Regions from separate parts of the Mus musculus genome. Here region 2 is linked to region 1. Evidence: chromatin contacts called from public promoter capture Hi-C data. All regions are on one chromosome and are shown on one strand. Each heading gives the region's core, a stretch centred on a gene start, on an enhancer-like site or on the middle of the called end of the contact. The rest is flanking DNA. Distances are from core to core; before and after follow the strand shown. Region 1 holds the start of Apoo (apolipoprotein O). Region 2 has its middle 35 kb from the start of Eif2s3x.

Evidence for each region. Promoter capture Hi-C pulls out the DNA fragments that hold promoters and counts their contacts.
Region 2: a contact with region 1 is called in a promoter capture Hi-C map of pre-B cells, with 2.9 times the contacts expected there. The contact joins the enhancer-like site here to the promoter of Apoo in region 1. A contact is called at or near these places in 2 of 39 promoter capture datasets (pre-B cells and stem cell-derived epiblast-like cells), 3 of 484 Hi-C or Micro-C datasets (CD4 T cells, muscle stem cells and uterus) and 1 of 115 datasets of contacts at active chromatin or transcription factors (memory CD8 T cells).

What each region holds. Positions count from the first base shown.
Region 1 is chrX:94,364,760-94,370,224 of GRCm38.p6, reverse strand. It overlaps Apoo (apolipoprotein O), which reads right to left and starts at 3,115. Exons shown (of 9, transcript NM_026673.4): 1 at 3,063-3,115. The coding sequence starts at 3,071. It overlaps Fam90a1b (family with sequence similarity 90, member A1B), which reads left to right and starts at 3,448. Exons shown (of 10, transcript NM_001362881.1): 1 at 3,448-3,594; 2 at 4,482-4,566.
Region 2 is chrX:94,174,461-94,179,925 of GRCm38.p6, reverse strand. No RefSeq gene overlaps it. Among named protein-coding and RNA genes, the nearest start is that of Eif2s3x, 35 kb to the left of the region's middle. Within about 2 kb of position 2,040, at least 431 of the 459 cell types and tissues checked have an H3K27ac peak or open chromatin away from gene starts, as enhancers often do. A contact at or near this core is called in memory CD8 T cells, muscle stem cells, pre-B cells and 2 more, where this site is marked.

The DNA of each region.
Region 1 (5,465 bases), core at 1,866-4,365:
TGACCTCAAAAAACCAGGGTACATTCACTAAGGATCTTACTAAATAAATTCTTAAACATTCAAAGTGTGATGACCAGCAGCATCAATGACATGGAGATGCTAAAAAAAATTTTTTAAAAAAGAAAGAAAAAAAGAAAAGAAAGAGAGAAAAAGAAAAAGAAAAAGAAAAAGAAAAAGAAAAAGAAAAAGAAAAAGGAAAAGAAAAAGGAAAATCTGAGGTCCTATCCCAGTCTAGATTTTAAGAAGAGTCATATGCACATTCAAGTTTAATGGGCTGTGGCTCTCAACTGCTAATACCTGGTATCATTCTTCCTATTCTCAAATAAAATTTGTCATTCACTGACACATTATTTGAGTTATATATAATATATATCTATTTTTATATATAATAGTGGAAGGCACTGTGTACACTACCAGAGGAGAAAGATAAATACCACTACCAGAGGAGAAAGATAAATACCAACCTGGCTACAAACCCTGTGATCTATAATGGTGACATGCCTGCAAGACAAGCTGGTGCAATAGCAGCACAAAAGTTGTGGGAGTCACCAACCAATATTTAATTAGAACTAAGGCCCATACCGTGAGGTGGAACCCATACCTGACACTGCCCAGCTGCCCAAAAACCTGAGACTTGATAGCCCCATGGATCTAGCAGAAATCCAAATACTACTGTTCTGCTAAAGAATGTAGCAATAAAATGACTCCCAATGACATTCTGCTATACTCATAGATCAGTGTCTTGCTCAACCATCATCAAAGAAGCTTCGCCCTACAGCAGATGGATGGGAACACATATAGACACCCACAACTGGACAATATGCAGAAAGTGACAGATCTTGGACCAGTCAGTCCTAAATGGGATGTCTCCATGAAAACCCTCCCCTCAGGGCTCGGAGAACCCTGTAGAAGAGGAGGAGGAAAGTCTGTAAGGACCAACAGGAATGGGGACCTCAGGGAAACAGGGCCTTCTAAGCAAAGCATGATAGACACACATGTGAACTCACAGAGACTATGGCATCATGCATAGGCCTGCAAGGGTCTGCACCAGATAGGGGCCCGGTGTTGGCAGAAGTGGACCCAAGTTCCATTCCCAGCACCCACATGGTATCTAACAAACATTTGTAACTCTAGGTCCAGGGGATCATATTCCATCTTCTGGCCTCTGTAGGTACCAGGCAAGTATGTAGTACACAGACATATATGCAGGCAAAACACTAATACACATAAAAAATAAAACAGATGTTCAACACAACTAAAGACACAAAGAACCCCTGGAATTTCCAAAACATCCTCAAAGTGGGTAGTACCAGTCAGTGAGAACCATTGTTTTACAATCGCATTTTTTATCTGAGTCATAAAGCTATGCTAATCTTTCATGTCCATCAATAAATTAAATGTATCAGGATCATGAAAGATTTTCAAAGAGCCAAAGTCAGTGCACACTTGCACAAACTTATCTGAACATACCCGACATGGGCATTGTTGGCTGCAGATCCAGTTTCCATTACACCTTTTCATGAAGCCATTCCTTTTCCCTGTGCTTACGCAGTGGTCCTGTTAGCCTAAGCTAACCAGAGACTAGCATTCCCTGGCAACTGCAATGAGGCTAGTGACAGACACCTGACCCATACTGGTCCAATCAGACCTGAAGAAAAAACATACTCCAAGCTTGGGAGTTTTATCCTCTCCTCTTCCCCTAGTGAATAAGAAAGTACTGTTATGTCAGTCATCTTGAAACCATAAGGAAGACCAACAATGCCATAGTAAATGCCATAGTAAACCCTGATGGCATTGCTGAGCCAACAAATCTATGAGTTCAGTGTCCATCCTTCCTCTGCATTTAGTGACATAATTCCCCTCAGTATTTAACAGTTAGACTTTATTACCCTAATTTCACAATGGGGGGGGGGGGGAACAGGCAGTTAAGTGGAGTTAAGTGACATGTCCATTATCATATAGCTAGTAACTGACAATACCACAGCACTGGAAGGCAGAAGCCATGGTCTCATTTTGCAGCCCTTACTATTGTGCCTCAAACACCCACCGCAGCTGCAAGAAACTTTGAAATGAGGAGCACAAGTCTGAAATTTCATTAGCACCATTCTGTAAATATTGTGTTTCTTGAGACTTGATTTTGTAGATTTCTGGCTGCCTGTGGCTATTTTTTAAGACAGAAACTTTATGTAACACTGGTTGTCCTGGAAATCGCTACGTAAACCAGGCTATCCTCGAACTCATCTTCATGAATTTATCCACTGCCTCTGCCTCCTGAGTGCTGGGATTAAAGGTGTGCACAGCCTGTGGGGTTTTTTTAATGACAAAATATATTTGCCGTTTAAGAAAGAATAATTTATGCTAAAATACAGGTTTTTGAAAGTCTTCACTGTAAATGTCCATCTTATGGAGGACAGTTCGAAAAAACTGTAAGAGGGGAGAAGAGTCGACTTCATACTAATGCTCACTGGGCAGTAAAGCTCCAGCTACATACACACACACACACACACACACACACACACACACACAGAGAGAGAGAGGGGGGGAGGGGGAGGGAGGGGGAGGGAGGGGAAGGGAGGGAGAGAGGGGGGGATGAGGGGGAGAGAGAGAGAGACCCCCCCGCCCCGCCCCAAGCCAGCATCCCCGACATCCTCCGAAGCTGACCCTCCCCCACCCACGGGCCAGGTTCTGAAACTTGATCCTGCCAAGCAACCAAAGCCACAAACCCTGCAGCGCCCAGACCTGGCTTCATCCTCCCCACAACCCCAAAAGGGCATTAGCCGAGGAGGTGGGCACGATAGAGGCGTTTTAACTTTTCAAAGTGTTTCATTCGCGAGAGAGCTCAAAGGGCCGATCCCACCAATCTAGGGTTTCACTCCACAACCTCACAGGTGCTGGTACCGAGTGCTGAATGAACCGCCGCCAAGCCAGAATTTAGCCCGGAGGTGAAAAAGGCCTCAGGAGGAACCGAGTCTGGTCCCCAAAAAGACGCCCGGGAGCGTGGGGAGGGCTCCTGGAGGCTGAGAGGGGACAATGACAGCTGTGACCCGGCTCCACATTCTCACCTTGAACATGTCGCTGGCAGCCGCGGCTCCGGCAGGGTCACCCCTCCCTTGGCCCCTCCCACTATAAAAAAGGCAACTACGGTGGCCGGGTTAGATCCTGATTCCCTTGACCACGAGCGAGCACGAGATGATGCTGTGACGCCAGCTTAACCCGCCAAAAGCTCGGCCTGCGCCGCTAGGTGGCGTGTCGCGTTGCTTAGCAACCGAGAGGCGCGCGCGGGAACCTAACAAATTCAAACCCCGCCTCCTAGACAGTCCTGCCTCCTTGCAGGCTGTTGCTAGGCGGCAAAAGGCTGCAGGTCCGTGTGGGCGGCCGCACGCTGTGGTGAGAAGAAGGCGGTTCTCTGGCTCCCTGCCGCGCCGGGGACTGGCTTTCGCCTCCACTGCCAGGCTCCGGCTGCGAGGGTTGAGAATCCTGCACGCTGAGGCAGCCAGGCGGTGGCGCCCGACGGACGAGGGTAAACTGCACCAGTCTCTTAGGGAGAAGCAGCGGATCGACCCGACCTTGGGGCATCGATTTACCTCATAAAAGGTTTTTCCCTTAAAGAATTTACCTTGCGCTGAACGGTCCTTAAGTTTTACGTTTAAACTAAATGTAACATGTCGCTTACTTGTGAAAAAATGACCGGTACCGGTGTTTTTCTTTTTAAAGTACTAAAGTGTAAATCTGACAATCAAATATTGGTCCCATTTAATACTTGTAGACGTAAAATGGCAGTATTTGGCTATTTGCGAGAAAAACTGGCGTTGTCGCTGGTTTAATAATTTCATTTTTTCCACCCAAGTCTATGGGCACAATTGTCACGGCCGAGCGTCCAAGGCTGTGAAAAATCTAAGGCTAGGATTCAACTCCAGGTAGGCTGCCTCTTGAAATCTCAGCGCTAGCCTCAGGGAACACTAGCGGGTCCGATAAAGACGGCGTATTTCATATTTCGTTTCTGTCCTAATTCGACAGAAAATGGAAGAAGCCCTGTGGGCGGGCGTCCTGGAGATGCGGAGATTTTTTCAGTGTAAGGTCACTTGTCCTTTTACCCAGAGACTGATTGGGACACACCTGTCCTTAAGGAAATTAGGGGGGTTTTTATTCGCTGAGGGAGAGAGAGAGAGAGAGAGAGAGAGAGAGAGAGAGAGAGAGAGAGAGAGAGAGAGAGAGAGAGAGAGAGAGAGAAGGAAAAGGCGCGCCGCGCGTCTGGGACAAGCTGGAGCGCTTCGGTAAGAAGTTAGGTTTGTCGTAGTATGTAGTATCGGAGCTTTAGTTCAGTGATTTGTGGTCAAAGTTTTTTGGTTTTTTTTTTTTTTTTTAAAGCGGGACTTTGCGGTGTTCGAAAGTTTCAGGGAGGAGAAAGCCCTAGAGCTCAGCCTACTGCCGGACCAACTTCCAAATGTTACGAGCGGCTTTTTTTTCCCCCTTCTCAACAGAATTGTGTGTTCCGAGCCATCTCCATCTCCAGACCCTGAGGAGAAATACTGAATAGACTCGGAAGGCTCTGTCTGCATCAGTAAGGTAACATCTTAGAAGTGGGAAGCATGGTGATGATAAGTTACAGCCAAAGCGCTTGCTTAATGCCAGGAGTTGCGGGGGTATGTGAACTAGGAAAAGAAGGAAATGACAATTTCACCTTCACTAAACTCTAACTGAACTTTAGCATTTAAGTACGGTGTAGGCAACAAACCTTAGTATTAGCAGTACTTGCGAGTGTCGCCAATAGAAAGCAGGTATTTTCAAACCATTTACAGTCACAGCAGCTAACTAAAAATATCACTTATGCTCATTACTACAAAAGTACAATCGTTATTAAATTTTTATTTTATGCATAAAGAAGACACGTGTTACTGAAATTTCCTTTTAAAAGGTATTTTGAAGATATGAGTAAGAATTTGGGGAGCTTCATCCAGACGGGAATGTAATACTTAAAAGAGTAAAAACTTTTTGGTAGAATCAGTAATCTCTTACGTACTGATCAAAACACCAAAGGGGGACGGAACCACGGAGAGGTTAAGCAATTTGATTAGTCTCACAAGTGTTCAGTAAAAAATGGACCAAAAAAAAATCTTTAGAAAATGTGTAAAATTCTCCACTCAGAAAAATATCCCCTGCCAGTAAGGAGTTTGTGAGGAAAATGACCAATCCTGAATTATTGCTCCAAAAAGCTAACTTCAAGAGCCAGGTGTGGTGGTGATCATCTGTAATCCCAGTGTACATGGGGTGTTGGGGCAGGAGGTTTAGCTTCAAGCTACTGTCTGCTACAGATTGAATTTGAGACCAGCCTAAGCTACGTGGGACCCTGTGTCCCAAAAAGACAAGTTAACTTCAGTGCTACAGTGACTAGAAGGAGAAAGATGGGCAAAAGGGAGACGGATTAGGAGGTTATGGAGAGGTCCAGTCTTTCTGACATAGCATGT
Region 2 (5,465 bases), core at 791-3,290, 190 kb after region 1:
GCTATGTAGAACAGTCTGGCCTCAAACTCACAAAAATCACCTGCCTCTGCCTCCAGAGTATATACATAAATAATATATATATATTAGGGGCTTGAAAAGTGATGACTGCTCTTGCAAAGGGCCCTGGTTACTAATTCCCGTTCCAGGCGATCCAACACCATTTTTTTGCCCTCAGCAGACACCAGACACACGTGGTCCACAATACAATCATGAATGAAGACAAAATACTCACAAAATAATAGCACTTTTTGGAGGGGGGAGGGCGGTTCAAGACAGGGTTTCTGTATGTAGTCCTGGCTGCCCTGGAATTCTCTGTAGACCAGGTTAGCCTTGAACTCACAGAGATTCACCTGCCTCTTCCTCACAAGTGCTGTGATCAAAGGTGTGCACCACCACCATCTGGTTTAATATATTTTTAAAGATTTTTTTACTTTTAATTATGAGTATATGCGTATTGTCTGGGTATGCAAGTATGTGAGTGGCTGAGGAAGCCAGAGGCATTGTATTCCTCTGGAACTGGTTTTTTTTCTTTTTTTTTTTTTTTTTTTTTTTCGGGGCAGGTTTCTGTGTATAGCTCTGTATAGTTCTGGCTGTCCTGAAACTCACTTTGTAGACCAGGCTGGCCTCGAACTCAGAAATCTGCCTGCCTCTGCCTCCTGAGTGCTGGGATCAGAGGCGTGCGCCACCACGCCCGGCCCTCTGGAATTGTTAAAAGCCAGATTCCGGTCCTCTGAAAGTGCAGTAAATACTTTTAACCGCTGAGTCATATCTGCAGTCCTGACATACATTAAAAAAAAAGATTTATTTATTTATTTATTTATTATGAGCACAGTGTAGCTGTTCTCAGACACACCAGAAGGGAGCATCAGATGGTTGTGAGCCACCATGTGGTTGCTGAGACTTGAACTCAGGACCTCTAGAAGAGCAGCCAGGGCTCTTAACCGCTGAGCCATCTCTCCATCCCGATATACAACATTTTAGAGCATCTTTTTTTCAATTATCCAATTGCTTATTCAATTTATTTTTATTTTTTTGGTGTTTCGAGACAGGGTTTCTCTGTGTATCCCTGGCTGCCCTGGAACTCACTCTGTAAACTAGGTTGGCCTCGAACTCAGAAATCTGCCTGCCTCTGCCTCCCAAGTGCTGGGATTAAAGGCATGTACCTCCACTTCCCGGCACTTATTCAATTTTAAAAATTAAATTTATTTTATTTATAGTGTGTGGAGAGCATTTTCACAGCCCATGTGAATGTCCGAGGGCTTCCATTAGGGTTGGAGGAGACTCTGAAGCGAATTCGGCTGTCAGGCTAGGCAGAAATCATATTTACTGGCTGACTTTCTCACCAAACCCAAAATCATAATATAAAATGTGTTACTGCTGCAGAGACAGATCAATCATTCCACCAGACTACAACCAGACTTAAAATTATAGTTATACATTTTATAGACAGAGTATGCTATCAATGAGAAAAAGGCATTCCTTTTTTGAACAGAAAAAAAAAAATCATTGAACAAAAAGTCACGCCTAAGACATGGACATATTGGGCCCTGGAATAGACAGTTGTGATAGGCAAATTTGAAATAAAAGTGTTTAGTTGTTTAGGAACCAGTGTTTTGGGTTTGTTTTCCCCCTCATCCTTGTAAAAAGGGCAGGGCAGGCAGGCAGACAGCTTCCGCAGCGGCAGCCGTGGCGCCCGGGGCGCCCGCGCCGCGGCGCGCGCGTGCGCAGTCGACACACGGAAGACCCAGCCAGAGCCGATTCGGCCCCCGAGTTCACTTCCTGTATAGTCCCCCCGCCCCTCCTCTTCCGCTACCCGCGCCGCGTCGCCGCCTCCACCGTGGGAGTATCGCATGGCTGGTGGAGACCAGCTCCTCCCTAGTCGCCCGCTGCTTCCCGAAGCGCCGCCGAGCCTGCGTAGTGCGCTACGCCTGGGTGATCGAGCGCGGAAAGAGAGTTGACTCCTTCCGGCCCCAAGCAAGTGGGTGCTGGGCAGACAGGAAGTGACGAGGCTGGGAAAAGGGGTGGGTCCAGCTCTGTCAGTTTGAGAGCGGAGCTGACGTGCTCTAGGTTTTACCCGCTGAGCCATTAGGATGCGGTCTGGCTCCACTGCACACCACGCTCTTCCTCCACGTGGAACGTCTAAAATGAACGAGGAGTGGCCTGTTTTAGTCCCCCTGCTCGTTCCTCCGCCACGGAGGAGTCCTGCTTTTTCTGCTCTGCACTCCAGCCTTGGACAAACAGCCGCCCCGCTGAGCGTGTTCCATCATGCCGCTCTGCTTGGGACGCCTCCGTGGCTTCTTTCCATTTTTTTGCTTGCTCCCCTAAACTATGTCCCATAAGCCTTAAGTTACACATTTTCTTTTGATTCTATTTGGAAAGGAAGATTGATTTTTTTTTCAGGGTTTTAGAGCTACGTTTTCAATTAAGTATTTCGCCAACAGCACATATGACGGGTAATTTTAGAATACAATTTGGGGATGGTGTTTGCAAGGATGCTTGTTGTATTTGGCTTTAGGATGAAGTTTTTTTTTTTTTATCATGTATTAAAACATTCCAGCTTCATCGCTGCAAAGCCATAGTGAATTTGAAATGCTGTGAAGGGCTAAATTAATCTCCAAAGCAATAGATGCCTGTTGGTTAAATTAAAAACCTAAACTCAAGTGGAAGGGAGGAGAGTCTGCTCCTACCAGATTGCTCATTTTCTCTCCTGAAACCTTCACTTTGTTTATTTGGTTAGTGCAGGTTCTCACTATATTTCATGCTGGTCGGAATTCTCTAGGGAACTGACAGAAATCTGGATTTGCCTTCCCAACGACTGGGATTATAGACATGAGCCACCATACCCTGCTAACCCTATGCCTTTTAAAGCACATCGTTTTACTGTGGTGATGGACATCAACGCTATCTGTCTCCAGGGACCTCTGAAGCCTTTTTCGTGACCTGGCTTAGTTTGTGTTTCTTTGTTTTGTTTTGTATCCTGTGGTTTTTCTAATGGATTTTTCAGAACTTTTGCAATTTCACAGCTATCCAACCTCCATGTCCTAAATTTTAAGAACTTAAACTGAGTGCTAGCAAGATGGCTCAACAGTTATAAATGCTTGCTAGGTAAGTCTGATGACCTAGGTTCATAGAGAAAGGAGAACACAGATTACCAAAAGTTGTTCTCTTGACTGGACCGTGGTGGTGCACGCCTTTAATCCCAGCACTTGGGAAGCAGAGGCAGGCGAATGTCTGAGTTCGAGGCCAGCCTGGTCTACAAATTGAGTTCCAAGACAGCCAGGGCTACACAGAGCTACACAGGGCTACCCAGAGAAACCCTGTCTTGAAAATAAAAACAATCCCAGCACTTGGGAGGCAGAGACAGGCCGATTTCTGAGTTCGAGGCCAGCCTGGTCTACAGAGTGAATTCCAGGACAACCAGGGCTATACAGAGAAACCCTGGCACAAAACAGCAACAAACAAACAAACAAAAAGGAAAAAAGCTGTTCTCTGGACTCCATATTCATATCTCTCAAACACTAATAAAAATTTCAAGTTTTTATAAAAAGAATTTTTGTCCTCAGTAGTACTGGATTTAGGACTCAGTTTCCATTGCCAGCAATCACAGCGCTCTGTTACTATAGTCCCAGGGGATTCAAAACCTTCTGCCCCCCCCCCCCCGGCACTATATGCACATGGTACACAGACATACATGCAGGCAAAATGCCCATGCATGCAGAAAAGTTGTGGCACATGTCTTTAATCTCAGCACTTGGGAGGCAGAGGCAGATAGATTTCTGAGTTCGAGGCCAGCCTGGTCTACAGAGTTGAGTTCCAGGACAGCCAGGGCTACACAGAGAAACCCTGTCTCGAAAAACAAAACAAAACAAAACAAAACACCCAAAAACAAAACAAAACTGTAAATTCAAGGTGATGTTATATTCGTACTGACTCAATGGAAGGCCAGCCATCATGACAAAGCTTCAAGTGTTCTCTAAGAAGTCAATGGTCTCTGTGGCTTCAGTATCTCCTGGGTTTTGGTGTCTGTCTCTGCTGCTGTTTCTGATATTTCCCACCTCAAACCCTTCTTACCCTTTGCTGTTCTGTGTAATGACTTAGTGACAGAAAGTGTTGCTTAGTCCTCCCAGCACCCCTCATCTGAGTTTTGAATTTTTGCAATAAAAATGTAAGTACAAAATTTTCTAGGCAATGGTGGCACACATTTTTAATCCCAGCACTCAGGAAGCCAGAGAAGCAGGCAGGTCTCTTGAGTTCAAAGTCTGCAGAATGAATTCCAGGACAGCCAGGGCTACACAGAGAAACCCTGTCTCTAAAAACGGTGCAAAATTTATGGCTGAAGATACATACAAAGGATGATAGGTTGAGGGCAGAAGAGAGGATGAAGCTCAATGGTAGAGAATTCGCCTGATATGAAGCTTGGGTTCCATCTGCAGCACCAGAAGAAACAAACAAACAAAAAGATAGATTGGATGAAAATTCCTTACAGGAGAAGGATGGTTAACATAGTACATACACATGATTGAGAAGGAAAAATGGCAGGAGACAAACATTGACTTCCTTTACTGCTTGTCTTGGAGTTACTATTGCTGTGATGAGACATCATGACAAAAAGCAAGTTGGGGAGGAAAGGGCTTATGTGGCTTACACTCCCACGCCGTAGTCTATTATTGAAGGACTTCAGGACATGAACTCAAGCAGGATAGGAACCTGGAGGCAGGAGCTGATGGCCACGAAGGGGTGTTTTTTACTGTCTGGCTCCTCATGGCTTGCCCAGCCTGCTTGCTTGCTCTCTTTCTCTCTCTCTTTCTTTCTTTCATGAGATTTATTTATTTAGACGTGTCATTAGCTGTTGCTTAATGCCTGTTACCAAGCCTCCAGGAAAATTTTAAGTGCTAAGCTGTTTTGAAGGTGGTAAGCCACAAAAGACAGGTGAAAGATAAGAGACTGGGACAAATTAGTATCCCTAGTTTAAGTTGCAATGCATTCTTGGTAGAATTCTAAACATTTCTATGAAAAGAAAATATTTCTCATTCTCTTCAGACACTTCAATAATCTTCTGTTCCATGGAAAACAAAATCTTTCCATTGCTTATATACTATATTTTGATTAGTTAGACATATTTTCATATTAGGTCATTATTTGCTTTGTTTTATGCTTTGTTTTCCCCTGGTTGGCTTATTGAACTCAGCCTCACATAAACTTTTGCACGATGTCCTCCAAATTGTAATGTTGTGTGTAATGCCAAAAATTAACATTTGCCCAAGGACCAGGTAACCTCCTGGAATGATGGGAGTTGTAGTTCTTGGGAAGTAACAGAGCCTCATAAGAGTATGGTGGCCTATGGGTTTTGTCTTGTTTTGTTTTGTTTTGTTTTCTGAGACAGGGTTTCTCTGTATAGCCCTGGCTGTCCTGGAACTCACTCTGTAGACCAGGCTGGCCTCGAACTCAGAAATCTGCCTGCCTCT